Linked DNA regions of Pan troglodytes: region 2 is linked to region 1. The links are chromatin contacts, called in public Hi-C maps. All regions are on one chromosome and are shown on one strand. The core of a region is the stretch at or near the end of the contact, and the rest is flanking DNA. Distances in the headings are between cores, read along the strand shown.

Region 1 (7,541 bases), core at 3,451-5,950:
TTAGGGCGAGTTGAATTCAAGGTTAAAGTGATATAGATTACAGGTGCAAAAAATGCATTCTGCCACCTCCTGCATTTTTCAGGTGTAAAAAGAACTGAGATCTGCAATTTAGCTTACTTTTCCAAACTGAAAATATCAATTTAAGACTTGTGCATATTTTAGAACAAAATCTATAACATAATATTAATTTTTCTCTATAAGGGATGAAACAAATATCTAAATGATTAGGACCAATTTACAAGAACAAAGACAACCGTCTTACTAAAATAGAAACATGTTTAGAGGTTAAAATTGATGTATTAATGTAATGTTCCCTGTGAACCACCAGATGTCACTATTAGAGTCATTATGCATCACCTTACAGTAAATTATTAGAGATTTTAGCCTCAGCCAATATTAACAATTTTGTGTTCATGTTCATTGTGCAGATCTTGCAAAATATCTTTTTCTGTTTTTATAAAGCATATTCCATTTTTACCTTTCATAATTGTTGATGTGAAGGATATGAAATCAAGAAACAAGAAATAATGTCCTCAGCCTTCAAATATGAGCTTAGGTATAATCATTTGAGAAAGATAAGCACCTTGTGAAAGTCTAGTTCACTCCTAAAAATCAGTACTTTTAAAAACTATCTTTTTTCCCCAAAGTTAGAGGTCTAATACATTATTACAGAATAATTATTTCAATTAAATTTAATTCGATTACAATTTAGAAGTCATTGACTAAAATTTGCAGGAGTTTAAGTCAACGCTGGAAGAGGTAAATATTAAAAAAGACATGAAAGTTATTTTTAAGAACCTTAAAATCCATTGGAAATGTAAAAGCTAAATTAAGATAAAATTGTAAAACTATGGAAATAGAATGAGAGGAGAGAGTGCCATTTAAATTGGGGATTGAAAAATTAGAGATGTTGGAGATTTTTTTTTTTTCGGTAGGATAGGGAGGGAGGGAAGGAAGAATATATACAAAAGATACACAATTGTGACAGAACATGTTACATTCAGGAAGTTGTGTGACTCTAGAGCAAAGACTATGATGGGTAGCAGGAAGAGTCTACTCTAGGAAGGTAAATTAGAACTAATTAATGAAGAACTTAAATGGATACACTGCTATTTTATTTTTGATAATAATTTCAATAATAATAAATTAATAACATTGCTAATTTTGAAGAGGGAAGTCATGTGATCTAATTACTGTTTTGCAGTCACTAGCCACATGACTATAGATGAATGCATGGATTGGAGGTATCAGAGGCTAGACTTAGGGAAACCAATGAGGAGGCTCTTGAAATAATGAAGAGCCTTGGGTAGGAGAAAAAAAGGGAGTATAAAATAGAGAAAGTGGATCCCAGTGAGAATTACAAGTGTTCCGCAAATTTTGACCTTTTAAAAGTTTTGCCACCACTCTTTTTGGGGAAGACTTTTTGGAAGGCCACTCAATTCAATCGGTGGCAGAGTTGGGAGATTTTGTTCAATTAAAAAATGCCAGCTATTTATAGGGTTTCAGTCCTCTAAAGATTTATATGATTATTATTAATAGTATTAAAACATTTGCAGCTCAAAAACATCTGAAATTATCCTATAAAGATAGTTTTATAACACTGTAATTCTTATAAACTAGTGATTCCAAATGCTACAAGTGAATTTGAACCAGGATTCAAATGTAAACAAGAAAGTTGATTAACATGAAATCTTAGGACAATATACAAATACCTTCTTCCTCAAAATCTGTCTCCAGCTGTCCTGCCACAATGCTTGAAATACCCACTTCCCAACCCCCTAATGATTTGGTTCTCTTAATTAAGGTATTACATTTCTGGGACCGCATTCATCCATGCAACAAACATTGATTGCCTACCATGTGTCAGGATTCTGCAAGTTCTTGGGGATACAAAGACGAATGAAATGAGATACCTGAATTCAAGGACCTCATAACTTTACAATGGAGCTAGAGGTGTAAATAAATAATTTCCATACAACTTGAAGTATACCCCTGTGGCTTTGGGAACATAAAGAAATTTACTAACTTTGGAGGAAGGAGGAAGTAAGGAGAGGGAGCTCAAGAAAAATGATTCTCAAGGTATCTGAAAAAATGAGAAAATCCTCAGGGCAAAGATTACTCTGATAAACTAACTCCCTATAGAATAAGAAGGACATAGGATGCTATTAAAACACCCATTAATTTATTGCTGAAATGGAGAAAGTAGTGTGACTATCCCTCCCAGTTTCCCTGACACAGCCCTGGTTTTTACTTATTGCTCTCCTTTCACTCTTAAAAATGTGCTAGCTTGGACAATAATTTTATTTGTGTGATAAAGCATATAAAGAAAGTCATAACAAAGACATCTGTGAGTGAATTGTCATCAAGATCAGTAGGGCACGTAGATCCAATGGTCAAGATGTAGTTATAATGGCAGGACAAGCAAGGAGTCAATGGCTAGGAGAGCCAAAAGAAATAAAATGAAGATCAAGGTATTACTGCAGGGTACTGTTCATCTGAAACATGATGAAAGTGTTGGCATATTTGTCTTGTCACATGTGGGGAAAAGGGAGGCCTGGAAAGTAATAGAATACAATGTTTAAGTGGAGAGTGTTGGAAAGCATGAAAGGTCTTTTATGTCTTATTAAGAACTATAAAATAACTGCTAATATTTTTTCAGTGTCTACTGTGTTGTAGGTACTGTACTAACCACAGGATAAGAAATAAACCCCTTAATCCTTACAACAACCATGTGAGGCATATGGTAGTCATTAAGGATGTTCGCTGAATATTTCAGGCTCTGCAACTTCTAGGCACTTAATGAGATTTCATTTTTTGGTCTCCCAGTGTTGAGTAGGGTCATATGACCAGTTAAGGCATTTAGTTATAGTATTAAGTTGTGGCATTATGACGTTAAGATGTGTATTTTTTTTAATTCATATTACTGACAAGAAACTGATACTCAAAGGTTTCAGTAACTTAATCTAAGGTTATTAGTTGGGAAGTAGTCAGTGAATGGTAAGTAGATATGCCAAGATTAGCACCCAGGAAGTCTAAACAGATATAAACCTGCAGACTCTATTGCTATACAATATTGAATCACAAACACCAAAGACTTAATCCTGTTTATCCTAAATGACTCATACTGATGGTATTATTTCTCCTTTTCTTTCCATCATTAAGTCATTATATCCCCCTTCTCACAGCATAGACACCAAAAAGAAAAAAAGTCTAAGTAAAAAGGAAAAAACAATCTTTAGGATATTTGTCTGTTTTTGTTTACTCAGAAGTTGAAGCTCAGAACTCTAACAGATAGACAAAGTGTGATAGGTATACAACATGACCATTATGCAGCAGTTAAAAAGAGTCAATGAGCTGTATACCTAAAACCTAAAATGGGTACTAAAAACATGGTGGATAAAAGTAGAAAATGGAAAGTTATCTAACAATATCATTGATGTTAAAATATATCCACATAAGTCAATATCCACCTACCAAGAACACAATATAACAAATAGCTACACATTTAAATGGTTGCTCATTCAGAGAGTGGTAAATGGGATTGAGGAACGGGGATAAAATGGAATTTTTAAAAGATAAACAAATCAGCCAGCCATGGTGGCTCATGCCTATAATCCCAGCACTTTGGGAGGCCAAGGCGGGCAGATCACCTGACGTCAGGAGTTCGAGACCAGCCTGGCCAACATGGTGAAACCCCGTCTCTACTAAAAATACAAAAATTAGCCAGGCGTGGTGGCAGGTGCCTGTAATCCCAGCTACTCGGGAGGCTGAGGCAAGAGAATTGCTTGAACCCAGGAGGTGGAGGTTGCAGTGAGCCAAAACTGCACCACTACACTCCAGCCTGGGTGACAGAGCAAGACCCCATCTCAAAAAACAAAAACAAAAACAAAAACAAAACAAAACAAAAAGTTACCAACCAACCAATTCACCAATATAGGGGACTTAAATATACCAAGGACGATAATGTTTTGTGAACTAACAATACAAATGGCTGAACTTTGTTTAAACCTTATGTATAAAAACAAAAGCAAGAGCCAAACCTCAGAAGAAATAGAGTACTAGCCCTACCCACCACAAGATTTGTTTTCAGACTGCAATCATTTTGAAATATTTTCGAAGAAGCATACTATTTGAAAAAGGCAGAATATCTAAAAAGAATAAGAATCATTTATATACAGAGTGGGAAGTGAAAACTCTTGGCAAATGCAAATTACTCAACTGCTCAAAGTGGCTCAGACCCTCGTTGTCTACCAACAGATCAGACCTTTTGAAAAGCATAAAGAAACCCTTAATTATCCCATGCACATATATGTTCATTCCTTCTGCCTTGATGTGACATCTAGGTCCATAAATTGGCTTTCTTTAGATATTAATTATTTGTAGGTTATATAGAGGGTTTGTAGGAGTCTGGAAAACTTAAACACTGGGGAATTAAAGTTACTGTCAGATGTATCTCAAAAGCCTTGGGAAGTTTTTTGCTCCAAGGTGACATGAAACTGTGACAGGAGCTGCATCTCAAGCTGTTTGTCCAGCCAGACCTGGAGATTTGGGAGGCTGGTACCTGCTTTTATTTATTCATATGGAGGGTTACTGAATACAGATGCCAATGCTGACTGTGAGTTAAAGAGAAGAGAGGATAAGAGCTTAGGCTTAACCTACAGGGGACCTGAGGAATAAAGAGCCCCAGAGTCCAGCGTGGAGAAGAGAGAAGAAAGGGGAGGAAGAAAAAAGACTGAGAGAGATCAGGCCTAATGAACCTTTCCTGAAGTCAATGGGAATGGGGAAGTGGTGCCTCAGAGAGCAAGACCATACCCAAACAAAGCAGGGATAAAGTGGATCAGCCACAGTGTCACCAAATTTATCAAGAGTTCAAAAACTAGCAAATCAAAATCTGCAGGAAGAAGAAATTCTCATGCAAAGCCATACACTATGTTATTATCAAGATGAAGATATGACAGTAAACATACTACACACATATGTGAGCCCAAACAGGCATGCACGCACACACACACACACACATACACGTTTTTGATGCTCACTCAGAAAAATCTAAGGATAGATTGTATTATATGAAATAGTGATATTCTATCTTTACGGAAAAGGGAATTTAGTTATGTACTTTCTTTTTACTTCTATGACTGAAAAAGCTGAAAATGATGAAATGCTTTATACTATTATGAAGGAGTTAACAATAAAACCAGCAGGTCATTGATACCTTTCTTTCCTGGAAAATGCTTGGGAATCAAGTTACGGAAAATGCGGGGCTTGGAAGTTACCTCAGGAGAACAGAAACTGAAGGAAACCTGGGCAATGTGAGTAAAATATCTCTGTATTTACTGTAAGTGTGAAGTAAATGGATGCGTTCACCAGGAGCCAGCTAAAACAACCTTACTTCCTGTGGCAATCTTGATTATTGGAAATTGCCAACATACCACAAGCAATTTTAATTAGAGGAAACGTATCTTCTTGTCATACTTGATTTGTAAGCAAATGCTTTTTTTAACGAATATAGCATTATGACTGAGTAAATTAACTCCTGGTTACATTTGTATTGTATAGTTAAAAAAAAAATTGACCATTTGACTCCCCAGACACTTACTCTACAAAGCATGACTCATTGTGGAAATAAAATGTCTTTTCCTTTCTTTCTTTACTAAAAATCAACTTCCTTTCTTAATTTTTTCTCTAAGTCTTTATACCTGACTCAACATTGAGCAGGCCAAGAACGACACATTTTCTTTTACAAACTAGAATTAAAATATTCTCTTTTAGAAACTGCCTAATACCAAAAAGTGTGTTCCAAATACTCATACACAATGTTGCATCATTAATGTCGCGTGTAAATCTACTGCAGGACATGATAAAAGTAGCAGGCCCAGTCATGTAGAGGGGAAGAATGCTTTGGCTTGTTGTCGTAATGCATTTAAGCAATTTGCCAGGCCTCAGAACACTGGTTTACACTTTCTGTACCACAGCATTTTCCTCTAAATTCCTATTTGAATTTTTTTTTTTTTGGTTTGCTCATTTTTATGAAGAAAGTTCTAAAGTCACCTATACAGTCACCTATTTTTTACCACTGGTGTAATAATGTTTACTGTTTTATTATAATATTCTAGGCCTCTGCTCACTTCTTAACTGATACTCTCACTGTGGTTATAGTAGCATGTTGCACAGTGCCAGGAGTCAATATTAGCTGAGTAAGCGAGGAAATAAATGAAATGCATTTGATACTATTTTGGTGACAACTAATAATCTTTACTAGCAAAAAAAAGTTAGAGCAATGATCTATCATATTAACTAGATTATTAAGGTTCTGTCATGAAGGTGTTATTCATAAAATATAGTTGTAATTTTAGGGGAAGAGAGCAGAATGGAATGGTGGAAAAACCACAGACCATAGAGTCATAAAAAGTCTGTTTAAATTCATGTTTAATTTCTATAACCTCTTGGGCAACTTACAGAACTTCTCTGAGCTTTAGGTTTTTCTCCTATAAAATAGGGATTAAAAAAATCTACCTTGCTGGGCTTTAATGAGAATTAGAAATAATATGTGGAAGATGCTTGGATGTTGAACATAGAAGCCACCAAATTAAGGATAGCTATTGTCATCACTATTTTTCTTAGCAAAATTTCAACAACTGATTTATTAATCCACCTTTCCATTTTTAAATTCAATTATTTCAGATATTATTTAGACATTTAAACAGTAGGTAGCTACAAAAGGATATTTGATATCCATTTTCCTAAGATCTAGGTATTCTTTTAGCCTCCAAAGTATAAAGGCCCTTATGATGAATACCAACCCCTATTCTTGACTACCTCTGCACTTTCACTGTGTGAATGCGATCTTTGTAAATGTTAATTATTATGAACTACAGCTAATGGAATGATTATTTGTAAAAGGCATAAATGAATACTTGGGACTTGATTTAGTCATTATGCATTTCTCTTGCTACATGCAGATATGGATAGAAAGACTTTATTTTTAAAAGTTGGAAGATGGAATAGTATCAAAATGTAGAAATGGATTTTAGAAAGCCATTGGAACCCAGGGGTGTATGTAGAAAAAGGCATTGCCTACGTTGTAGGTTATGATGTTCTGACACCTACAAGCATCTGACATAGTCGACTTTTTTAAAAGTGGTGCTTAAAAGTGTTGGTATGGAACATAAGTAGATAATGCAAATATGTTAGCGACCCCTACCAACAGTTGCAATTATGCAAATTTTAAAACCTTCATCTTTTATAATTAGGTGTAGTGGACTTATGTAGTTAACTTCTCCACTGGCTAGCTCAGATTCTCTAATCTGTTGAACAGCTTTTCCCCTAAAAATAATGCACCTCAAATAGCCAAAAATATGCATTCTGCAAAAGAATGACAATATTTATGATGAAAAGGAAAGACATGACATCCTGAATAATTGTTAGTGACAAATTTCTTGTTTGTGATTTAAGAAATGTGCTTTTATAAAAACCGAGATTCTCTGACAATAATTAAGCATACTGTTGAATTGGTCATAGGAGGATGAAATTTTAATTAA
Region 2 (7,541 bases), core at 2,154-4,653, 160 kb after region 1:
AGGCTCTCCCCACCCAACAGCCACTGCTAAAATTTTTTCAAGTTGTAAATAGATTGTTATTTATGCAGATACATAAACATACAGATGCCAAACATGCTCCCTCTCTTATTTGTGTTTACTTAAATACACTAAATTTCACTTCCTCTAGGAAAGATATTTCTTGCACTAAACTGTATAACATTTGACACCTACATATAATACAAATATGTAGGTATCAATTCAATCAATTTAATAGATTTCAGTCGATTAAACTGCAAACTTGTTTCAATATTTATTTTATATAAAATCTATAGCCCTTGATTTTTATACAAAATCCCTCCCCAAGTTATTTAAATCTTTATTTTGCTTTTGCTTAAAATACAGACCAACTATTTCCTGGAGCTAATTAACCAAGACCTGTTACACATGTTGGAGACTTGACAAATCATTTGCTTTCCCTTACCTCAATTATGTCAGAACTTCTTTAATTTGACTTCAAATTATTGGCATTATTATAAAAATTATGAATTCAATCAGAATTATCTCATTGTTAATATATTGTAATATATTAATATTGTATTAACATATCTGCATTTATTAACATATTATGGTCTTTAATATGATAAAACATAGTAAACATTTCTAAAATTTTTCACCTATATCAATCGCAAAACTTAAATTTCATTACTTTTCAGTATGTTACAAAATACAATTTAACATTGTGGAATAGCCTGAATTTCTTACGGCAAAATTTTCTTTGGGTCACTGAATTTAATTAAAAGAAGGTAACAAGCTTGCACCTAAACACACAGAGCATGTTTAAGACTGTCTTCGTAATGCTTAAACACCTTCTTAAGAATGAACAAAATATGCAACACCTTATTTGTGTACATGATCTTTCTAAAAATCTCTTTTCACACACTGAATCAACTGATTATTTAGCTTTGTCATAGTAATGATATTTTATTTTTTTGATATATATATAAAACCCAAGATAAAAATAAAAATACTGTATATGTATATATATACATAAAGAACCTCTAAATAATACTTCTCAAGAGTAAAGACATCTGGGTATGCATAATTTTGAAGTTTAGTCGGGTAGTCCACAATATGCATTGTTCAAGTCTTTACAGTAAATCATATGTTGACAGCAAAGTAAAATTTCATTGTAAAAGCAAGACTAAGAAAATAAAAGTTTAGCAACAGTTATAAAGTTCCAAATAATTTTAATGTAACTTTTAAGTTCGAAGGGGAGCGTAACTATTTACTGATGGAACATTCCAAACTGCATCGCCCCAGGGCTGAGAGGCAGCGCCATTACCTATTGTAGTTTTCTTCCGTCTGTCTCTCACTGTCTAGATTTTGATTTCAGATTTGTCATTTTCTCTTCCTGAGCAGTACACTTTTTTGACAGTAGAGGGCACTTTGAATTTAGAGAAAGCTCGAGAAATCTCTTCCTGAATCTTCATTCAGAGAGCTTTTGTTTGACTATAAAGAAATAAAATACAATTTTAGTCTACATTTTAAATGATGCATATTTTTAAACTATGTGATGCAGAAGTTTGTTTCTTTTATATGAATCAGTTTTTCATTTTGTTATTTTATAAAAATACTGTAATATGAATTTCATGCAATATTGCTGTATCTAGAAAAGATTAGTGATTTAATAATATAACAAATTATGATCAATTCATGAGTCAATAAATCTTTGATTTTTCTCTAATGAAAAGAGACAATAAGGGATAAAACCCTATGTATACATTAAGTGAAACCTCAAAAAAACCACCAAAATCCTAAAATCGAAGAATAAAAATATAAAATATCTAAATGAAATCAGAGACACAAAAATTATATTAACCCAACTCACCACAGAAATATAAATGCTTTATTCTTCTTCTTTTATTGAAAACATATTCTTAATGAAATATAAATTTGTATTTAATCTTATATATCATTTTATAAAAATTCCTTAATAGTACATTGGAAAAAATATTCAATGATCTATCTGACAATCAATTCACTTGTCTTTAAGAAATTTTTTTCAAATTTTTATAAAATGCTTCAAAGTGTTGCTGAAATTTATGTAATTTATCTAAATGTAGTATAATTGTTTTTCTAATATAAATTAATAACTTGATCACATTTATTAATGTGACTATACAATCTTACTTGTAAATATTCCACTCCATTTCAAATAATCAAAATATAAAATTAATGCATTTTGAAATTTCAAAATAAACTGTTACTTCTTTAATATTCTTTTGTTACCACATCAAATAATTACCTCTTCAAATTTAAGGCACGAAGTTCTTTAACATTAAAAAAAAAAATGTATTTCCCCATTTAATTGAAACCAGTTACCCTATGTGTACAAATTGAAAATTTGAAGTTTAACTTCAAATTTGAAGTCTAGTAGTTTCTGGCCTATGGAGAAACCCTCAGTTTTGCCTTTAAAGAGTTTATACTTAAAAACAGAAGAGGAAAAACATAAATCAATTTAATTTTCCAGCAAGTGAATAATGTGCCTAAAATCCTCGTGAAAAGCCCAAGTACATAAAGAAATACATAATTTAATGGGAGAGCTAAAGTTAACGTATGTGAAATATTATAAGCTTTTGGATAGAATTTAGCAATCATTATAAGATAACCTTACTGAAGGTAAACAAGATGGCTCTAAATGCCAAAAAAAAGTACAATCAGTTTTGCCTAAGTATGTAATAGAAAGAAATCTACACTTTTAAGAAAGGTTTGTTGATATTTGCTTATCTAAATAAGGAAAATAAAGTTGCATGCTTCCACTCACCCTTTCAAAAATGTGAGAAAAAATAATATAAAGATGTATGTCTCACATATGACCTTGCCCTGTGTAATTTTCATAAGTGAAAAGCAGATAAACAGCAATTGTCACTATTCTAAACACACAGCAGCGTTCCATAATATTTATCCTTACTCCTTCCCTCATTTATTATTGCCGGTAAACTATGTATTTGTCACTAACACTAGCTGAATAGATTTGAAACAGTAAGTGTAACAGGCTCAAATGGACAGAGCCTATTATCTTTTCCCTTTTCTCTCCTGCCCTTTTATGGCCTATAACTTCATTCAATCTGTAGCTACATTTATGTTCCTTTTACAACAAAAAGGGTCATAATGCTGTCTCTGATAATACTGAAATTGCCTAATTTGTTCGTCTTCTTTCAACGCCTTGGAAATGGTCACCCTCTCCAGTTATGCCTGGGTTTGTCCCCATCAACTTTGAAAATTAAGGTCCTGTTTAGTCACTGGCAATCGCACCACCAAAACGCCTTCGGGCATTTTGTTCAGCCAACAGGGGGATAGAGGCCGAAGAGGCCCAGGTCTGGCTGGCTCAGGAAACGCACTCCGGAAGCCGCAGGCCCACCTACTACTACTAGAACAACCCCGGGTGTCATTCGCGTGCCTCTCGGTGCGGTGGGGGCGGACAGTTGCGCCAATCCCCGAAGCAAGGGAGGGAGCGGCGGGTCAGCTGACGCTGAGAAGGCGCGAGTGAAGGAATGAGAAGAATTTGCTTGCTCAGAAGATGGGAGCGATAGGGACTCCCTACTCTGACTCCTGGCGCGGACAGGCGTAGGGAAGAAGCCGAGCCTCCCCACAGCTGTTGCCACTCGGGCTGTCGCCGCGGCGGCCGCTGCTGGCTGCCGCGCCGCTGGGACTGAGATGACTGTGGCTGGGCCGGCCACGGCAGCTGCTTCTGCCTTGACTGTTGCCCCTGACCCTTCTGCTGTTTCTTCCTTGATTTTAGCATCAGCTTTTTCTTCTTCTTCTTCTTCTTTTCTCGCCCCCCCCCCCCCCCGGCAGCGCCTCTTGTAAAAAGCAGAAAATAGCCTCTACATTTGCCAGAGAGCGTGGGTGCAGGGAGGGGAGGCTAAGGTGGAGTCGTTAGGGTCTCTAACGAGGCTTGGTTCCTGGGGCCCCTCCTGTCTTTTCTCCCGCTCCGGTTAGCATTTTCCTTCCTGCGGTAGCAATGCTTTGTCAGCCTCGTGCTGGGAAGAACTCCCGCGTAGTCTCCTCCTCCTTTCCCACTTTCAAGGAGGCTTCACCCCTTCATCCCCTCCAACAAGGAGAACAGTATCAAAGGTACAAAAGGGAAGTAAATTCTCCAAGATAACTGTATATTTTGCCACACAAATTTGAACTGGGTTTCGCGTAATAGAAAACAGATCTTTTCAAGTCCTGGGACAATAAAATAAAATTCAAACGGATGGATATGGCGGGTTGGAGAACAATCAACAGCTAATTTGGAAGAGCACTTCTTGAGGATTTTCCTGACCTGCCCTTGCATGTGACTTCCCTTTTCTAAGATCCTCTTCCCCTTTCAAGGCTAAAAGCTGGGTATGATTCAGCTCATAAAAATATGTCACAGCAATTGGAATTTACCCTTTGACCTTCTACTCCCTCACTGCCACCTCCTCTACACACACACACACACACACACACACGCACACACACAGTCTGCAGTTCACTAACTAGCTCTATTTTCACTAAACAGATGGCCGCGTTGCTGATGAAAACTGCCTTTTTGTACAAGATAAAACTTCTAAAAATCTTTATGATAGGACCTATTTACAAGAAGAGCCGAAAGCCACATTTTTGATGATGCATATGTGAATTCTGAGATAGTTTGATAAATAAACAAAGCAATAAATAGATTTTATATACATAGGCACAAAAAGAAAACTGTCAGTAAATAGTCATCTTCCTTTAACACCATTCTTCTTTCTGAAATTTGTTTTTGTGGACCAGTTATGAATGATCATATTCAGTATTTAACATTAAGGAGCATATTATTTCAGGGATCCTAGTGGCTAGATTTAAAACATGCAGGAAAGGGGCAGAAAACTGAGTCTAAAATGTATGAGGAGTGTTTTCTAGTTTTTCCCTGTTCACCTTTCCAAATAATTTTTCCTTGCCTTTGTGCGGTGAAAGCCCCATTACCAGCTATGAAAAAAATAGTGCTAAGTGTTTTGTACAATTTCTTGTGTGTGCGAAGCTCAAAAAGCCGAGAAAATGGGCAAAACACTGAATCAGGCCACAAGGGCCAGTTCAAATGCACAGAGAGACATTTTTACTGCATAATTTGAACTATTACTAAATAAAATGCTTTCTTCCTTGGAGCTTAGCTAAGTACTAATTTTCCAAAACATGAATACGACTTCTGGTGAAAAGTTACAAATAATTTAAATGCCTGACTACAATATTGTGCCCTCTCGAATTAACAGTGTTCCCTTGGCCCTTCCCTACATACTGAAAATAGTGCAGGCCCTCAAATCACATTTGAAAAACTTAAAATGTCCAGGAAGTTTTTGAATCCAGAAGTTTGAGAACATCATGGACAAATTTAAACACAGTTTTCTCCATGAATATGGTGACTAGAAATGATGAATTGAAACCGTTTCTGGCAATTCATTACCAGATGCCTAAGAAATGACTAACTGTCACATTAAAAAAGAAATTGACAGCCAGGAATTAAGTCATTTTTAACACTGATGTGATTGTGATTTTTTAAAGACAATTATTTCTCCCCTCTATGTTTGAACATGCTGATAATACTGACATAGTTAAATTCAGAGCAAAGAACATATAATAAAAATAACTATATAAAGCATAAGAGAAGGTGTTTTCTGAGCTCGTACCATTTTCTCCATATCTAGAGAAAAACCAAGTTTCCTTCAGCAATGAACATTTGCTAATAATATTTTTATTTGGCAAAGCATAGAAGGTGACCATTTAACAATATCCATTCAGTCTTTAGGTAACAACATTTTCTCTCTGTTGTTTCTTTACAATGATCAAATTTCTTTGAGTTTCTTCTTTTTTATACTTTCACTTTTGTTTAAAATTAATGGAGCTAAAAACTTACAGATAAATTCTGCAAATATACCTAGACACTCTTTATCATTGTAAATAGCTTAGTGGTGATCTGCCATTTTTCATGATAACTGGGCACCAACTGCTGGTTAGAAATATTTTTCATGGAATTCTTTGTACTTTAAATAAACTACTACTTCAAGATCTGCCATGTGTCCCTCATTCATCTTTAGGGCACAAAGTTACATGTGCCTTTTTGTGAGCTTTGATTTTGAAATATTTGTCTCATAGATGCAATCTCTAGCAATCTTTTAACTCAGTGCAAGTTTATTAATGACCTTCAGCAAGTTAAGGCAGAAATGTGTATTTTAAAGGTTTATTTTATGATTCATCTAATGCAAAAAATTAATTTTGAAAAATTGAATCTGCATTTATTTTCTGCTCTTTTGACCCAGTATTAAAAAGTCTCCATGTGCATTTCACATAATGAATATCACAGAAGGGGAAAAATTGTTGTTTCCTTTGGCATTTCTCATCTGAGGTGGTAGAAAAATATGCATCTGCTTTTCCCATGGAGAGGGAGATAATATGATAACCTTCTGATTATATACATAAGCAAAAACTGATCAGTTTCTCTTGTGGTTCATTTTTTAAGGGCAAGTTCCAGTTGGATTGTGCTAATGCACATATTCATGAATCTCTCCAAACAGGATTCACTGCTCTCCAGGGAACCCTTGAAGTATGCATCATTGTTTCAATGAAGTATCTTCATTATAAAACATAGAGCCTATAAAAGGTGAATACCATTTGCCACTGCTTAATATAATCGCTGGTCTGACTTTCTTCCGCTATTTTTTTTTCCTTCCTTGCTTCCTTTCTTTCATCCTTTCTTCCCTCTTTAATTATTTCCTTTTATGTTTTCTTTCTCTTTCTTGTAACAAATAGAAAAAATGACAAAGAATCATTAGAAATATTAAAAATTAGATAAAATAAGGAAATGCTTTTGTTTTCAAAATCAAACTTAATTTCTTTCGAAATGTTATATAGATGGGGTATGAAATTTAACTAACACCCCCCCCAAAATCCTTATATTTGTGCAAATGTTTTATTTGAAACGAAGGAGCTTATGGAAATTTTTAGTCTCTGCATATGCATAAGTTTTTTGTGTCAAAAAAGTGAGGCCAAAGGTGAAAGGTATAGTAAGTAGGTAAACATTTTTAAGACAGGCAATGAAAGGTACTATAGTCACAACAATGTGATGAAAACAGGCACACAAATTCTTCATCTCATTGGGATTATTGCAAATGGAACAACATCTTGAACTGGTCAACCTTTTATTTATGTATGTTTGCGCCAGATATATATCCTAACATTTCTCCTTTTCTTCTCTTTAGATTCCTTCCAGACAACCTGAGATTTAGGGAGTTCTCCTAATGTGCATGTTACAAAGAGGCCTTTATTAGAGAGGACATGAATGGAGTTCTGAGAAAGACTACAAAAGCCCGACACTGCAATTGGGTATAATGGGGTGCTTTATAGGGAAGGAACACTGTCTTTTGGGTATGAAGCACAGTTTAATACGACATCTATTGCAAGGAAACAAAGGAGTTATGTAGCTCACAAATTAGGGTATTCACATCTAGATATACTAGTGATGGAGTATAGAGAACTTGGAATTCAGTGTAAAATGATCTTGTCATCCAACATAGTAC

Evidence for each region. Hi-C and Micro-C count contacts between places; a contact is called where the count stands out from the background.
Region 2: a contact with region 1 is called in a Hi-C map of stem cell-derived neural progenitor cells, with 3 times the contacts expected there. The contact joins two enhancer-like sites. A contact is called at or near these places in 3 of 7 Hi-C or Micro-C datasets (induced pluripotent stem cells and stem cell-derived neural progenitor cells).

Annotation. Positions count from the first base shown.
Region 1 is chr13:65,231,026-65,238,566 of NHGRI_mPanTro3-v2.0_pri, forward strand. No RefSeq gene overlaps it. Among named protein-coding and RNA genes, the nearest start is that of KCNH7, 340 kb to the left of the region's middle. Within about 2 kb of position 4,701, at least 2 of the 24 cell types and tissues checked have an H3K27ac peak or open chromatin away from gene starts, as enhancers often do. A contact at or near this core is called in stem cell-derived neural progenitor cells, where this site is marked.
Region 2 is chr13:65,393,153-65,400,693 of NHGRI_mPanTro3-v2.0_pri, forward strand. No RefSeq gene overlaps it. Among named protein-coding and RNA genes, the nearest start is that of FIGN, 380 kb to the right of the region's middle. Within about 2 kb of position 3,404, at least 17 of the 24 cell types and tissues checked have an H3K27ac peak or open chromatin away from gene starts, as enhancers often do. A contact at or near this core is called in stem cell-derived neural progenitor cells, where this site is marked.